3 separate regions of the Mus musculus genome follow, and regions 2 and 3 are each linked to region 1. Evidence: chromatin contacts called from public HiCAR-type and promoter capture Hi-C data. All regions are on one chromosome and are shown on one strand. Each heading gives the region's core, a stretch centred on a gene start, on an enhancer-like site or on the middle of the called end of the contact. The rest is flanking DNA. Distances are from core to core; before and after follow the strand shown.

What was found. Promoter capture Hi-C pulls out the DNA fragments that hold promoters and counts their contacts. HiCAR-type assays count read pairs that join an accessible place to other places.
Region 2: a contact with region 1 is called in a HiCAR-type map of astrocytes, with 4 times the contacts expected there. The contact joins the promoter of Slco1c1 here to the promoter of Ldhb in region 1. A contact is called at or near these places in 1 of 39 promoter capture datasets (hippocampal neurons) and 1 of 115 datasets of contacts at active chromatin or transcription factors (astrocytes).
Region 3: a promoter capture Hi-C map of liver shows a contact between it and region 1, with 2.2 times the contacts expected there. The contact joins the promoter of Slco1a4 here to the promoter of Ldhb in region 1.

What each region holds. Positions count from the first base shown.
Region 1 is chr6:142,505,693-142,510,207 of GRCm38.p6, reverse strand. Ldhb (lactate dehydrogenase B) reads left to right here and starts at 2,251. Exons shown (of 8, transcript NM_008492.3): 1 at 2,251-2,355.
Region 2 is chr6:141,522,152-141,526,666 of GRCm38.p6, reverse strand. It overlaps Slco1c1 (solute carrier organic anion transporter family, member 1c1), which reads right to left and starts at 2,313. Exons shown (of 15, transcript NM_021471.3): 1 at 1,925-2,313.
Region 3 is chr6:141,854,464-141,858,978 of GRCm38.p6, reverse strand. It overlaps Slco1a4 (solute carrier organic anion transporter family, member 1a4), which reads left to right and starts at 2,759. Exons shown (of 16, transcript NM_001355577.1): 1 at 2,759-2,855; 2 at 3,690-3,766.

The DNA of each region.
Region 1 (4,515 bases), core at 1,002-3,501:
CCCCCTCCTCCGCCCCTGCTCAGGCTCTGGGATCAGTGAGAACCCTGTCAGCTTCCACACCTTTCATTCAAACAATAAAAACAACTGGCAGCTATTCTCTAAGACTGGGTATGTAATCAGAGTCGATCGTCTCTAAAGCGTCCTTTTCTGTTCTACAGTTCACTTGCTCTGGTTCAAAAACATGACACCCTGACAACGGGAGATGACCTTTTTAAGATACAAAAGAAAAACCAAACAAACAAAACCAAAAACCAAAAAAACAAACAAACAAAAACCCCACCAGGCAGTCCTTGTAGAGGTGGTGAGCCCCCCAGCCCTACACCCTGCAACCCTGCGCTTCCTGAATCCTACTTAGTGCACAGAGCAGCTATGCCATGATCCACACACACACACACTCTCTCTCTCCCTCTCTCCCTCCCTCTCTCCCTCCCATTAAAGCTGGTGTTTCTCTGTGTAGGCCTGGCTGACCTAGAACTCCGTTTCTAGACCAAATTGGCCTTGAACTCAGAGACCTGCCTGTTGTCTGTCTCTGCCTCCCGAGTTCGGGGGACTAAGGGCACGAGCCACCTCGCCCGCTCAGGAGCACATTCTGCGTGATCACTTGCTGATGTTTGCAACCCTCTAGCAGTGTGCACATTGCCATTAGCAGGCATCCTGTCTTGTGTGTCTTGGTCCCTGCAGCACTACTCCTACATAGGAACATTCTCCGTACATAGTTTTAAAGGAGGAAACCCCAGCCTCTCTTTTGCTATTTCAGTTTACATTTGGGTTCGGTTTTATAACCCGCCTCACTCCCCGAGAACAATATACTTTAACTTTAGCCCTTGTTGCCTGCATGTTTCCTAAGCATTTACCTTGCAGATGGAAAGCTCTATTCTTTCCCTAAAATTCCCCCTAGCCACCCCTTCCCCTTCAGCTCCTGGTACTGATACTCTTTTTCACTGCTGGGATTCAAACCCCAAACACTAAGGCTGTACTCTACCCCAAAGTCCCATCCATAGCTGCCTGTCACATCTCTATCAAAGAGTCTCCTTTTCTTCAATTCCTACAATTCCTTCTACTCCCCAGTAATGTGATAGCTCTACCCAGACTCCCCCAAATTTTCAGTAAAATTGGGGCAGAGGGCAGCACCCAAAGAGCACAGTTATATTCACACTTACACCTTCAATGCTTGGCAGAGGGAAGTTCTATTTATAGAGTTAGTAGTCGTTGACAAGAGGTACACACTTAAAGAAAACAAAAGGCAAATTCTCACACAGCAACTCCAGTGAGCTTGCTAGATGGGGAAACAATTTTATCTTAAGAAAACACAACTGCCCTAAATTTTCACAACACTTCTGATTGCTTAATCCATGCTGGAATAAGGAACCGGGCACTGGGCTGGATGAGACAAAGAGCTAAGAATGTGGGAAGACAATTACAGGGCTGGGGATGCTACTCCCTGCTAAACTGTGAGCTCCTGGGTTCTATGCGAAGCGCTCTCTCTCTCTCTCTCTCTCTCTCTCTCTCTCTCTCTCTCACACACACACACACACACACACACTGTACCAGCTCAGCGACTCCTAGGGAAGTTACATCTTTCTTAGGGTTCTTATTTTTTCTCCCTGGGGCCAGGCTTTTTCTTGGGACCTTGCAGTTTCCTGGAGGAACTGTGAAAGGCAGAAATCAGGCACCTTCGATCTTGTTGGGCAGCTATTAGTTGAATTAGGTGTGGGGAGAGGGGGAGGGGCGGTTACTGTCTTATTGAAGGAACTTTAAATGACCAAAAATCTGTTCTCTTCTGGGTTAGTTTGTTTTTGTTTGTTTGAAACAGTCTTAATGGAGAGGCCTAGGCTGGTCTCAAACTCCTGACTTCCCTCAGGACTCAGCCTTACCAGTGCTGGGATAACAGGCGTGTATAAACCCCCACTTCTGAAAAGAGTTCAGAAGCTCCGAGGCCTTTTGGAGTGATGTATCAGTAGCATCTTAAGCAAGGCGACTGCTCTAAAGTGGAGCCGGAATGCAACCTAGACATAGGTTTCTATTAGCACAAGATGGAGACCGTACAGAAGGCCAGAGAGGCAGGTTTACGGAATAAGTGCCTCAGCGGAAGGTGACCTCTAACTTTAGAGAGCGGGGGAGAGCGCGTGCACACTCCAGCCTTGTCCTTGAAGGAGATTGAACGAGCCGAGGGGAGGGATAGACCCGTCTCGGGTTTCCAATCACAATGGAGAAAGCTAGGAGGCTGGAGCGCCGCGGCCCCGCCTCCTCCTCCTCCTTCTTGTAGAGCCGGAGTCTGCGATCCGCAGAGCAGCAGCCTGCTGACTTTGCAGTGGCTCCCCTGCCTCAGCGCGCCGCAGAGCCTCCTCTTTTCTGGTAGGTCTGAATCCAGGATCCCAAAACCTGACTTAACTGAACATCAGGGTGTGTGTTGTGGGAGTAGGGAGTGCAGAGGTGTTATTGTTTGGCAGAACAGGAGGAAGGAGCTACGTACGACACATCCACTCTTTGGGGCCTTTGTCCCTGAGCATTCATGCCCCTACCTATTTCTTCTTTGTGGTTTTGGGTGGCAAGCCGAGCGAGCAGAGGTGCGCAGCTGAGCTCCCGACTCGGTCTGCACCTTGGTACAGCCTGAGCACAGGGTGGTCTCGGGCCTGTGTGCTATCAATAGAAAGACTTGTAACGTAAGGTAAGTCAAACCTAGTCTCTTCAAGTCCTTGGCAGTTAGCACATCACCCATCAGCTGCGATGCAGCCTGGGGCGCAAGCCAGGGCAGCGCGCCCAGTGGCCGGGGAACCGAGCAAGGTCTAGGTGGGTCCCTGTGAAGGTTGGAAGGTCTTGCACCTGGTGATGGAGAACGGTCCCAGCTATTTTAGCAATGAGGATAAAGGAAAGTTCGGTCCGGAACACCAGGCTTCGTCCCCTCTCACGCTGCCCGCCCTGCAGCCGGGTACTTGCTGGGCCTCTTTAGATGCGCTAGGATTTTGTTTACTTCTTGTGCTAAGTGTGGAAGCCTAGGCTTTCCCCCTGGAGACCGTAATCGAGGTGTGCGCTGGTGTCTCCCTCGTGACCTGCTTTGCACAGGAGGAAAGGTGGCTTGGGTGTCACGGAACTGAACAAGCTCCGACAGCACCTGGGGTCGGGGGTAGGGTGAAGGATATGACTGGTTTTAATGGAGAAATTGGAGGCCATACCCGGGCATTAAGAGTTAACATAGGTGATTCTCTGCGGAGTCGTCCTTAGCCTCTGACCTAGACCACTGGTTCTTATCCACAGGAGATGGGAATGTGGGGGCACCCTGAGGCGAGGGTGTTTTTTCCTGTTCCTTTCTCTCTACAGTCAACTCCCTGATTTGACACAGGCTTGCTACAACGCAAACTATTTTCTTCTCATTCTCTATCACTGTGGGAGGTGGGGGTGGGAGGAGAATACACGCTGAACTTCAGTCTAGATATCTGCCTGTGCTTGCTGGATCTTCAACACTGCCGCTTTTGAAATTCCCCAAAGCGATTTAAAATGTTTTCAGGACAGCTTCAACGTTCCAGCGTTTCAGATAGCATCCCAGGATGATGGAGGGTGACCTTGGCCTCTCCTGACTCTCCTACCTCCACCTCCCAAACGTTGGGACTCCAGGCCTTCCTAATGTTCTCTGGAGCCTATCAGATTTTAAGCCAACTAACAAAAATAAACTTGGTGTGGGCAGGCTTTGGGGAGGCTCTGCTTTTCTTACTGTTGAGGCTACTCAGCTGAAACTGCCTAAGACACAGGGCCTGACTGGATTCATTTTAAGGTTGGTGCTTTGTCCAAACCCTCCCACAGCAGTTCATCTTCCCACCCACCAAAAAACTACAAGTGTAATTCTCTAAGGCTAAAATAACCCTCTAAAATCTCTAAAATAGCTCTGGAAGCAGTACACATTAGGAGGGAGGCTTTAAAACAACAAAAATAAGTTATGGAGCAAAGTAGTTGTGATTGCTTCAAGTACTTCACTCTGGACAACTAAGGGTTCCTTACTGGGTTCATTAACTAAGCCAGGTTTTGTTACTTAGCCCTTTACAGATTAGAAGTGAAAATGAAGGTAAAGGGAACGAACTGGCTGGGCTGTGGAACCTATAGGGAGCCTCAGCTGTGATGAACCACGCTAAAAAGAAACAAACGGAAGCAATCAGCGTAGATTATTAACATTGATAACTTTTCTGTGAAGACACTTTGTCAGGAGGGCAGGGCCATAACTTTTGTGAGATTTTAAGTACAAAAATCAGTCTTTGTCTTCCACAATTATTTGTAATGAAAATTACAATTCATATTGGCTTTAAACAAGCTTAAAAATAAGTTAGCTGGTTAACATGGTTAAACACAAATTCCTTATAGGGACAAAAGAAAGAAACGAGCTTGCTTCAGTATAATTATCTGTATCTTTAGCCAGTAGTTTGCACTTACAGCAGAAAGGTCACAGAAGGGATGGTGGCAACTTAATGGCTTGCATGGAGCTCTCTGCTCTGGGGAAGCATTTTGGTTTAAACTGGTGGAGAACTT
Region 2 (4,515 bases), core at 1,064-3,563, 980 kb after region 1:
GTTAAATAAAGTTCCTAACACGGCTTTCAGTCGGAAAATAAAAAAATGTGATCCTTGCTGAGCAGTGGTGGCGCACGCCTTAAATCCCAGCACTTGGGAGGCAGAGGCAGGCACAGGCGGATCTCTGAGTTCGAGGCCAACCTGGTCTACAGCGTGAGTTCCAGGACAGCCAGGGCTACACAGAGAAACCCTGCCTTGAAAAAACAAAACAAAACAAAACCATAATCCTTTACAAAAATGATATAATTAAATTTGACCTGTTAAGGGGTTATTGATACACTGTTTCCTGTTCAACATGATTTTAAAGCTCTTAACTAGAATATGCAAATAAGTGTTCAATAATGTCATACATCACTCTAACTAAAGCTTTCTTTAAAAGAGCAAATGGCTTGACTATAAGATGTGTGCGCCATACAGTAGCAATGCTAAAAACAATAATTCAAAATTTTGAGATGTTTCAGTATGCTATTTTCTTGTATTTGGAGATGTTACATAATCATTCTAATGGGAACAATGGTCAGGTATCCTGGTCTGGGTTGATGTTGTGATCTGGCAAAGTAACACTTAAAAAATTGACACTGCATAGTTTTGCAGAAACTGAACTGCATTTTAATGCCTAATATGCAAATCAGCATGCCCGCAATATGCTTCAAGGAGGCTCCAGCTGGTGGTTATTGTGAGTCTCTCATTGCCTTGAAAGGATAGGAAGAAATGTTCAATGACATGAATGGGTAGACATCCATGGTCAAAGCCAGAGCCCACTTCTCCTCATCTGCATTTGCATAGAAGGACTAGAGCACAGTTTGGATATATCCTTTATCTCTTGGTTCACTTGATTCTATTTTTCCAAAAATTAAAGATAAGTAATAAAAAGACAGATGATAAAGTTTTCATTCAATATTTTAGGTTAAGGTATAACAGATTTTAAAAAGAACAAGCCAAGCTTTTATTTTATTTTTTTTTTATAAAAAGCTGAATTCTCTGTTTACATGGATTGGTTTCAGAATCTAGTCTTTAAAGGAGCACAGGTGGCTAAGATAGGTTAAGTTGAGTCACACAGATGCACATAGGCCCTGTGCTCTGAACCAGTGAGGAAGATGCAGCCAATCTGCATGGGCTGTAAAGAGGCCCAGAGAGGAACCCATGATCAGTTTCCCTTCTTGAACATCTCTGCACCAGCAAAGTGTTCTGACTCTGGGAGTCTTCTCTTCCAGGGGTCTTAAAAATAACCTGGGGTTTTTTTCATGAGAAGCAATGTGTCTTACACAGAATTCCAATCTCCCACCCCTAACTACAAATAATTTTAGTATCAAACTCACATATCATAAACACCACCTCTATTCAGTGTGATATATGCATATATTGTAACCTTTAAAATAATCCCAAAACTTCAACATCATCATCTTGACTTATAAAATCATTTAGTTCACAGATGTTAAGCAATCTAACAGAAACTACCCAACTAGTAAGTAACAAAGCCTAAATCTGAAAGCAGATCTGAGTTTACCTGTCATCTTTAATCAGAATCCTCTCCTATTTCACCCAGCTAACAAGGGAAGCCATTGGCTTTTACTGAAGTAGCATAGATAAGCTAAAGCCTTGCAGAAATTAGTGTCAAATTATCAACATCTGTCCTGGGAGAACAAGGCATATTGCTCACACAAATAAAAGCAGATGATTAGATAGATAGATTAGATGGATGGCTAGATAGATAGATAGATAGATAGATAGATAGATAGATAGATAGATACATAGATAGATAGATAGATAGATACATAGATACATAGATACATAGATACATAGATAGACACATAGATAGATACATAGATAGATACATAGATAGATACATAGATACATAGATACATAGATACATAGATACATAGATAGACAGATAGACAGATAAACAAGAAAAGCCAAATCCTACCTGGAGGTAGAAGTCAAAGCTGTCCAGTTCCTTTCAGAATGTTCGCAAGGGTCTGGATCACAGAGCACAGTCTGAAACAGGAAACTGAGGCAGCACCCCACAGAAGTTGTGAACAGTTCTGGCAAGTCAAGAGAGCTGGTGGGCACAGACAGGGCAGATTAGAGGAAAGAAAAGACCAAGGGTCTGATCTCACCCCTGAGCAGTCTTTCTCTTTCGTCTTTCCAGTTGGCCTCTTTTTTTCTGGCAGTCTGCAGGGAATTGGGCACCCTGGCAAGGGCACTGCCCTGCATCTCAGCTCCCAGGGCACAGAAAGAGCTGGAGCCTTTGAGCCATTTCTTTGCAATTTGCAGCAAGTTTAAGGCCACACGTGATAAAGCTTTGTTTATAGAGGAACAAGGAAAATAAAAAAAAAAAAAAAGAAAAGACCATTTGTGATTTTTACTTGCTGATCCCAGAAAACACCATTCCACAGGGGGTTGGGGGGGTGAGGAAACAGAAGCCAGGGCAGGGAAGGAAGTTAGTAACAAAGACCCCCTCCCCTTCTCCTTCCAATCAGTCTTCCAGCCAGCCAGTCCTAAGGGACATCAAGGGGCCAGGCTTGTTGTGTTGTATTTATTTGTTTGCTATTATTTTTTTAAAAAAATATCTTGGGCCAGTTCCCTGCTTTGTTTCCCTCACCATTGGGCTTCTAGAATCTGCAGGAATACTTTCAGGTCAGGATCAAAGCTCTGCAGGATCCTTCCAGGGGGAGTTCACTTTCAAAGCAAAAAAATCAATAGCTCCATCCACACACCCTATGAGCCTTGAAATTTGACAAAATAGCAATTGGATTTTTTGGCATTCAGTTACTTACACTACCTAAGCCTAAGGAAAGAGAAAGCTTTGCTCTGAGAAAAAATTCAAACCAAACCTCTTCCCAAGAGAATGATTTTAGAGGATTTGAGAAATACTGATTTTTTTTTCCCATTTTGATTCCACCAGTAAGTAAATTTGTCACCAGGATTCTCCAAGGTTCAACTTAGTCTTCCAGGGCTGTGACTCTGAGCAGGGCACCTAATCTCAAAATGTTCTGCTATTGAGCTATGTATTTGTTATTCAGAATGAGATTTCCATGGAATATCCAAAGATTAAATGATGTCATATCTACTCCGAACAAAAATCCAAAATGAGCAGACAGTGGCGCCTTTATCACAGATGTAACTTCAGCTGCCACAATGGTTACGATGAGTAGCCAGTTGTTTTCAATTTTACTTTTGCTTTTATGTATATGTGTTTCTATAAGTTTATTTGCACCACATGCATATATAACTGCCTAGTCCAGAAATGGTGTTGGATCCCCAGAAACTGGAGTCCTAAGTGGTTGTGAGCTGCTCTACGGGTACTGAACTACAACCTTCTATGGGAGCAGCCACTGCTCTTAACCACTGAGCCATCTCCATAGCCCTATTAGCCAACATTTTCATGAGTACATTTTACTGCAAAAGATAAAAGAAGAAGGAAAGAAACTTGGGCTTATCTTAAACCTTACAAAAAAGCAATGGGCTAGGAGTGGTGCTGCACTTAACCCCACCACTGAAGAGGAAACAGTAGATTTAGCTCCGTGAGTTCAAAGCCAGCCCAAGACTGTCTTAACAAAACAAAACAGAACAAAACAGAACAAAACAAAACAAAACAAAACAAAACAAAACAAAACAAAACAAAACGGAAGCACTTGTATGTAGACTCTTGTAAGACCAAGAACATTATTTTAGCAGTCAAGCTGGGACTGCCTTGCCTTCAGAAGCAGGGATCAAACATCTTTGTGTTAAATTTTTCAATATGTCCACAAGTGGTGATTGACTATCAAAGGGGGAAGGGTGCATATCAACCAAAATGACAAAGGACTTGTTTATCTTTACCAAAACAAACCAAACAAAACTTAGTTCTCCCATTTGAGTGTACTTTGAACTATTACAGTGTTTTTCAAATCAGTCTCTAACACAACTCCTTTCCTTGCACAATCCACAGTCAACATGAGTACACGTAGCTAACATTTACACATTCCTTACAGCCTCTGGAACACAGCCTTGTACGGATTGTATACTACATTGCTGTCATTCTCACCTCCAAATTCTAAATCCCCACTCCTTAAACTGTGCACTTAACCCCCAAATGGGGTTGCCTACCTAAATAAGGGGGTTACAAAAATGTGTCAAGAGTACAAAGTTTCTAGATGTGTAACAGAGTTAATACAAAATCAAATGGGTACGAAATCTGAGGTGTTTCTGGTAGAGTTCAGCTGTGGTGAATCGTGAGACTCCACCGAAGGCTGGGCTCTGAACACACCACACATCCACTTGGCCTTGAATATGCCTGTGTGGCTCACAGTGCCCACAAACAGTGTCTGAAACACAGGCTCAGATTCCAGGCAATTTCATGGTATTCATTTGCAGGGTCTTAACTGCGGAGCTAAGTTTTCTGCCTTTTGTATGTATGTATGTATGTATGTATGTATGTATGTATGTATGTATGTATGTATGTAAGTATTTATTTATTTATTTATTTATTTTTGATTTAATAAAGTTTTATCTTCCCAAATGCTCAGCTGATTG
Region 3 (4,515 bases), core at 1,510-4,009, 650 kb after region 1:
AATATTCCTTTTAATACTAAAGATTTCATTTCAGAAACACCGATTACTTTTACAACTGTTTAAATTTTCTTTTCTTTGTGAGGCAAGCTCACCTTCTGTACCTTGGTTAGCATAGACTCTACCATGAAGACCAGACTTAGTTTGAACTTACATGCATCCTCCTGCCTCTTCCTCTGCAGTGTAAAAACTAGGGTTATCGACTTGTTCTCCTTTTATCAGTGTTTTAAAAAAGATGTATTTGTTTATGTGTCTTTGGACTTGTGTGCGGATGCTCATGGAAGCCAGAAGCAGAATTTTGGCATTTCTTCCTATTCCTTCCTGAAGTTCCCAGTGTTTGAGTGCAACCTGATGTAGGTGCTAGAGTCTCGTGTACAGCACTCTGGGCAATACTAGGGTCCAATTTTTAGTCCTCTGGCCAAGGAGCAGGAGTTGTTAAGTAGTAGTTCTCTAGCTCCTGTACTATATTTAGCTAAAATAAAATCTCCAATGATACCTCTAAATAACAGCATAGAGATCACCGAGGAAGAATTAAAACAAATACAGCTTTAAACCTATTCAGAAAATTCTGGGTTATCACTTACAGACACATGAGATGGGCCAGATTACTACAGTTTACAGATTACTACAGAGATGACTAGTCGCCAGAGGTAAATATTGCCTTTGGCACTTATAACCTATATCAACCCCTCTGTGCTTCAAATCCTGTATCTTTAAAATTGGGTGACAATATTCAGGCCACAAGGCTTTAGGAGAATTGAACGCACAGATGTGACCAGCATTTCCAGAATAATGCATAAAATATGTGAAGCATGTTAGGTTGATGTTTATTATTTATTAGGTATCGTCTTCTATGATGTCCAACTTTATCAATATAATGCACCATCTAAATGATATCAGAGCTGTCTTTCCAATGTAGCAGCAATCCTTTAGGAACAAAGATTCTTTTAGACACTTCTTGTATGTTACTCAACTGAAAAGCACACGTCACAGGGGGAGTTCAAAGTATCATTTTGATCAGCAATGCGGTAGCTTATCTCTTTTGGCAAGTAGATTTCTTGGCAGCAAGCCTCCAAACACTTGGTCTTTTCCTTGCGGACAGACTGTGCTCTGTGAAGATCTGATGACTTTCTACAGTGATACCGTAGGGCTGAATTCATGAATCTCACTCAATAAAGAAACCAATGGATGTGATAGCAAACCCTAGTGTTTAGTGTCACTCAGAGATGTGAGTGTAGGAACTGAGAGCTGCAGAAATATGCAAGGATCTGATCTAAGTCAGAGCACTGAGGACTTAAGTCTATTATGCAGGAGCAAATAGCTGCAATTAATTAATGTTGCTTGTGCACCCATTTTATAATAGGAATTAAGCATATTTAATTATGCAGTGAGGATTATAGCTAACTTGATCAGTGTTTATCTGGTCTTCCATCAATTTTCTCCCAGGCTCTCTTCATTCTCTATCTCAGAGACCGACATATAAAGCTTAAGCTTGTTATGTTCTCTGTTCGTCAGACTCTGTTAGATTGTTGTTGCTGGGAAACATTTGTGTGACACTGGAATTGTGGGAAATTATTAAAAAACTGAGCCCATCCTAGCTTCCAATGGTGGCTTTATGTCCTCAGGGACACCAGCCTGAATATCTCAGCTCTTTCTCTTCCTGATACAGCCTTTAACGTATTTTCTCACTCTTCTAAGCCTTTGTGACTTTCCTCACATTAAATATTTCTCCTATCTGTTATGAATTCCATCTCCTTCCTTGTACTTTGAGAAAGATAGATGTTGTTTTCATGTATAGAAAGAGAACTGAGTGGTCTGTCTAAACACACACAGATAGGTTGCAAGTAGATCTTCAAATTTGTGGTAATTTTAAACATGCGTGGTTAAACAATTTTACTGAATCCAAATGAAAGATCAGAATGGTTTTGTCTCTGAAATTGATTGAATGATGGCAATTATTACCACTTAATAATCGAATTCTCCCAATAGCTTCTGAGACCTCTTGAGAACAAGTGCAAACTACTCATTTTCAATTTCCTAACAACTACTATTGTGCTTAGAATTTAGTAGCTTAATAAATACTTGTGTATTAAATGAATATAATCATTGCAAACAGGACTTTGCATTAGAAAGCCTAAAGCTGCCTGGTAAGGCTTAGGTCAAAAATGTGACTCAAGTGTGGAACACTGGCTTCTCCTGCAACTATCTCCTCATTCTCTACATATGATTGCTACTAGAAGTGACAGGCGTGCCATTAACAGCTGGCTCTGCTCAAGGCAGAACTCATATTTTGAATTTCCTCTTCTGCTTCTCAGTTTAGATTTAGAACACATCTAAACTGACAAATTGACTAGATTGCTGGTGAAGAAATGGTCTATATGTGCCAGTATTATTTTGCATGGTAAAACCATATGAATGGGCAATTTTCTTGATATCAGATAAGGTTTCTCAGGTACCTGGAATGTAGAAAATAAAATGTGTGTGTGTGTGTGTGTGTGTGTGTGTGTGTGTGTGTGTGTGTGTGTGTGTACTTCTTAACAAGTGAAATTTAGCATTGTCTCCTTTGGTTTCTGATTGGAAGGAGCTGACCAAAATAAAATCACTTGCTAGGAATTAAACAATTCATTGTATTTCCCTAAGTCCTTTCTTGGCAAATCCTTCCTTGGCTTGGTATTGGTTGAAAGCATTTTAGCTGGACAGCACCCAAGAGGCTGTCTCTCACAGTTAGAGGCAATTTGAGGATTCTGAAAATAAGTGCTTTTCGTAGGACTTTTGCTGCTCTGACTTTCCTTTAGTCTCAGCATGGAGAGGACCGTCTTCTAAGGCTCCTTCATGTGTGGACTTCTCACTTGGCTGTGGTAAAGTTTGTTTCCTTAACTCAATAGTGCAGAGTAAATGAAATGAACAGCACGCATTTTCTGATAGTGAGGGTGTGGATATTGAGTGTGAATGAGCATGCTTATTCACTTAGGGCAAAGTTGTACTTTCCTGTGCCTGCGATGTTATTAAGGACCACCAACCAAAGGGTGACAACTCCTGAGGGTTTCTGCTTAGTGAGTGCAGAGAGTCAGTTCTGCGAGGAAGTCACAGTTCTAGAGTTCTGCTTTCTAGGATGCTCACCTACCTACTGAGAAACGCTACCCTGCATTCTCAAAAGAGTAGAGCCGATAGATGTTCCATCATATATCTTTAATAAATAAAACAAACAATGCAAAATGCTTTATATTTGTGGCCAGTATTTCTCCTGTGGGTGCTAAAGAGGGGAACACATTGCATTGCTGACTGCTTAATTAAAAGTGCAATGCCCTGCTTTCATTAGCATTCATGGTTGATTTGTGTTTATCTGTGATACTGTGTGATCCTGGGAACAGGAGTCATTGTTTAAACAACCCTGTGCTAACCAAGGACACTGTTCATGTAGTTATCTGACTCTGTTCACATTTCTCCTTTAGGATCAAAGAGCTCTACAGGGGAATATGGCATGATGCAGTATTGAGTTACACAGGCTTCGTTGAGTCAATGAAACAGACGATTCTTTGCCTTTTTTCCCTCTATAGACATATTTAAAATGCATCTGAAAATATAATTTTTTCAGAGAAAAGGTTGGCACATTAGAAGAAAGTGCAGGATAATTTACTAACATTAAATCCGTTTTCAAGTGCCTGGCTTTGTATGATTTATTTATATTACAGATTCTTGTTTGTAAAACTTCTGAGACAACAAGACTGTTTTGAAAGGAATCTTCAAGGTGGCGATAGAAACTAACCAGGTAATGATTTAGTACTCGTAGAAAAATTACCCTGTAATCTTCTAGGGACTAGACCCACTTTCTCTTGTCCAAAAAATGAAAATGGATATTTAGAATAGTTATATTTTAAGCTACTAAAGAAAGTGAAGATAGCTTTGACATGGGAGAGGAGTAAGTTTGCTCTTACTGATGAGTAGGGTGACTAGCCTGGGCTCAGGAGAAACAGCATAAAGGCTGATGAAAAGTTGCTCTATGGATGACAAAATGAGGCAGGTGTGGAGAGTTGAGAGTGTAATATTTCAGCTATATTCAAAGTAGATTTGGATCATGACTTTGCTCTCTAATGGAAACCTTCCCCTTTCTAACATTCTTTTCAAAATAAGTATCAGCTCCTCTCAGGAAGTTAAGTGGACTTGAAGTTTTATGTGGGAGCCTTAAGTCTGGGGGCTTCATTCAAGTGTGTGCTCAGGACTGCCAAGATAGCCTCTCTAATTTTCATCTTTATATTGTGAATTTTCAACCCTATTAACACAAGAAGTAAGTTGAACCTCAGCCTACATGGCCTGATTCAATGACAGTGTATGTTCATTTATTTGTTTATTCATTTATTTATAACAAATTTTAACTTTCCTAGAACAATTTGTTCCTGAGGATCTGGGTCCAAGAAACTTTTTCTGGTGTTTGAGCAATCTTGAATGATTCAGCCTTCTACAGAACAGCAAGCTTGTCTTGTTATTTGTTAAATATTCCCATTTCATGAAGTTAATGGC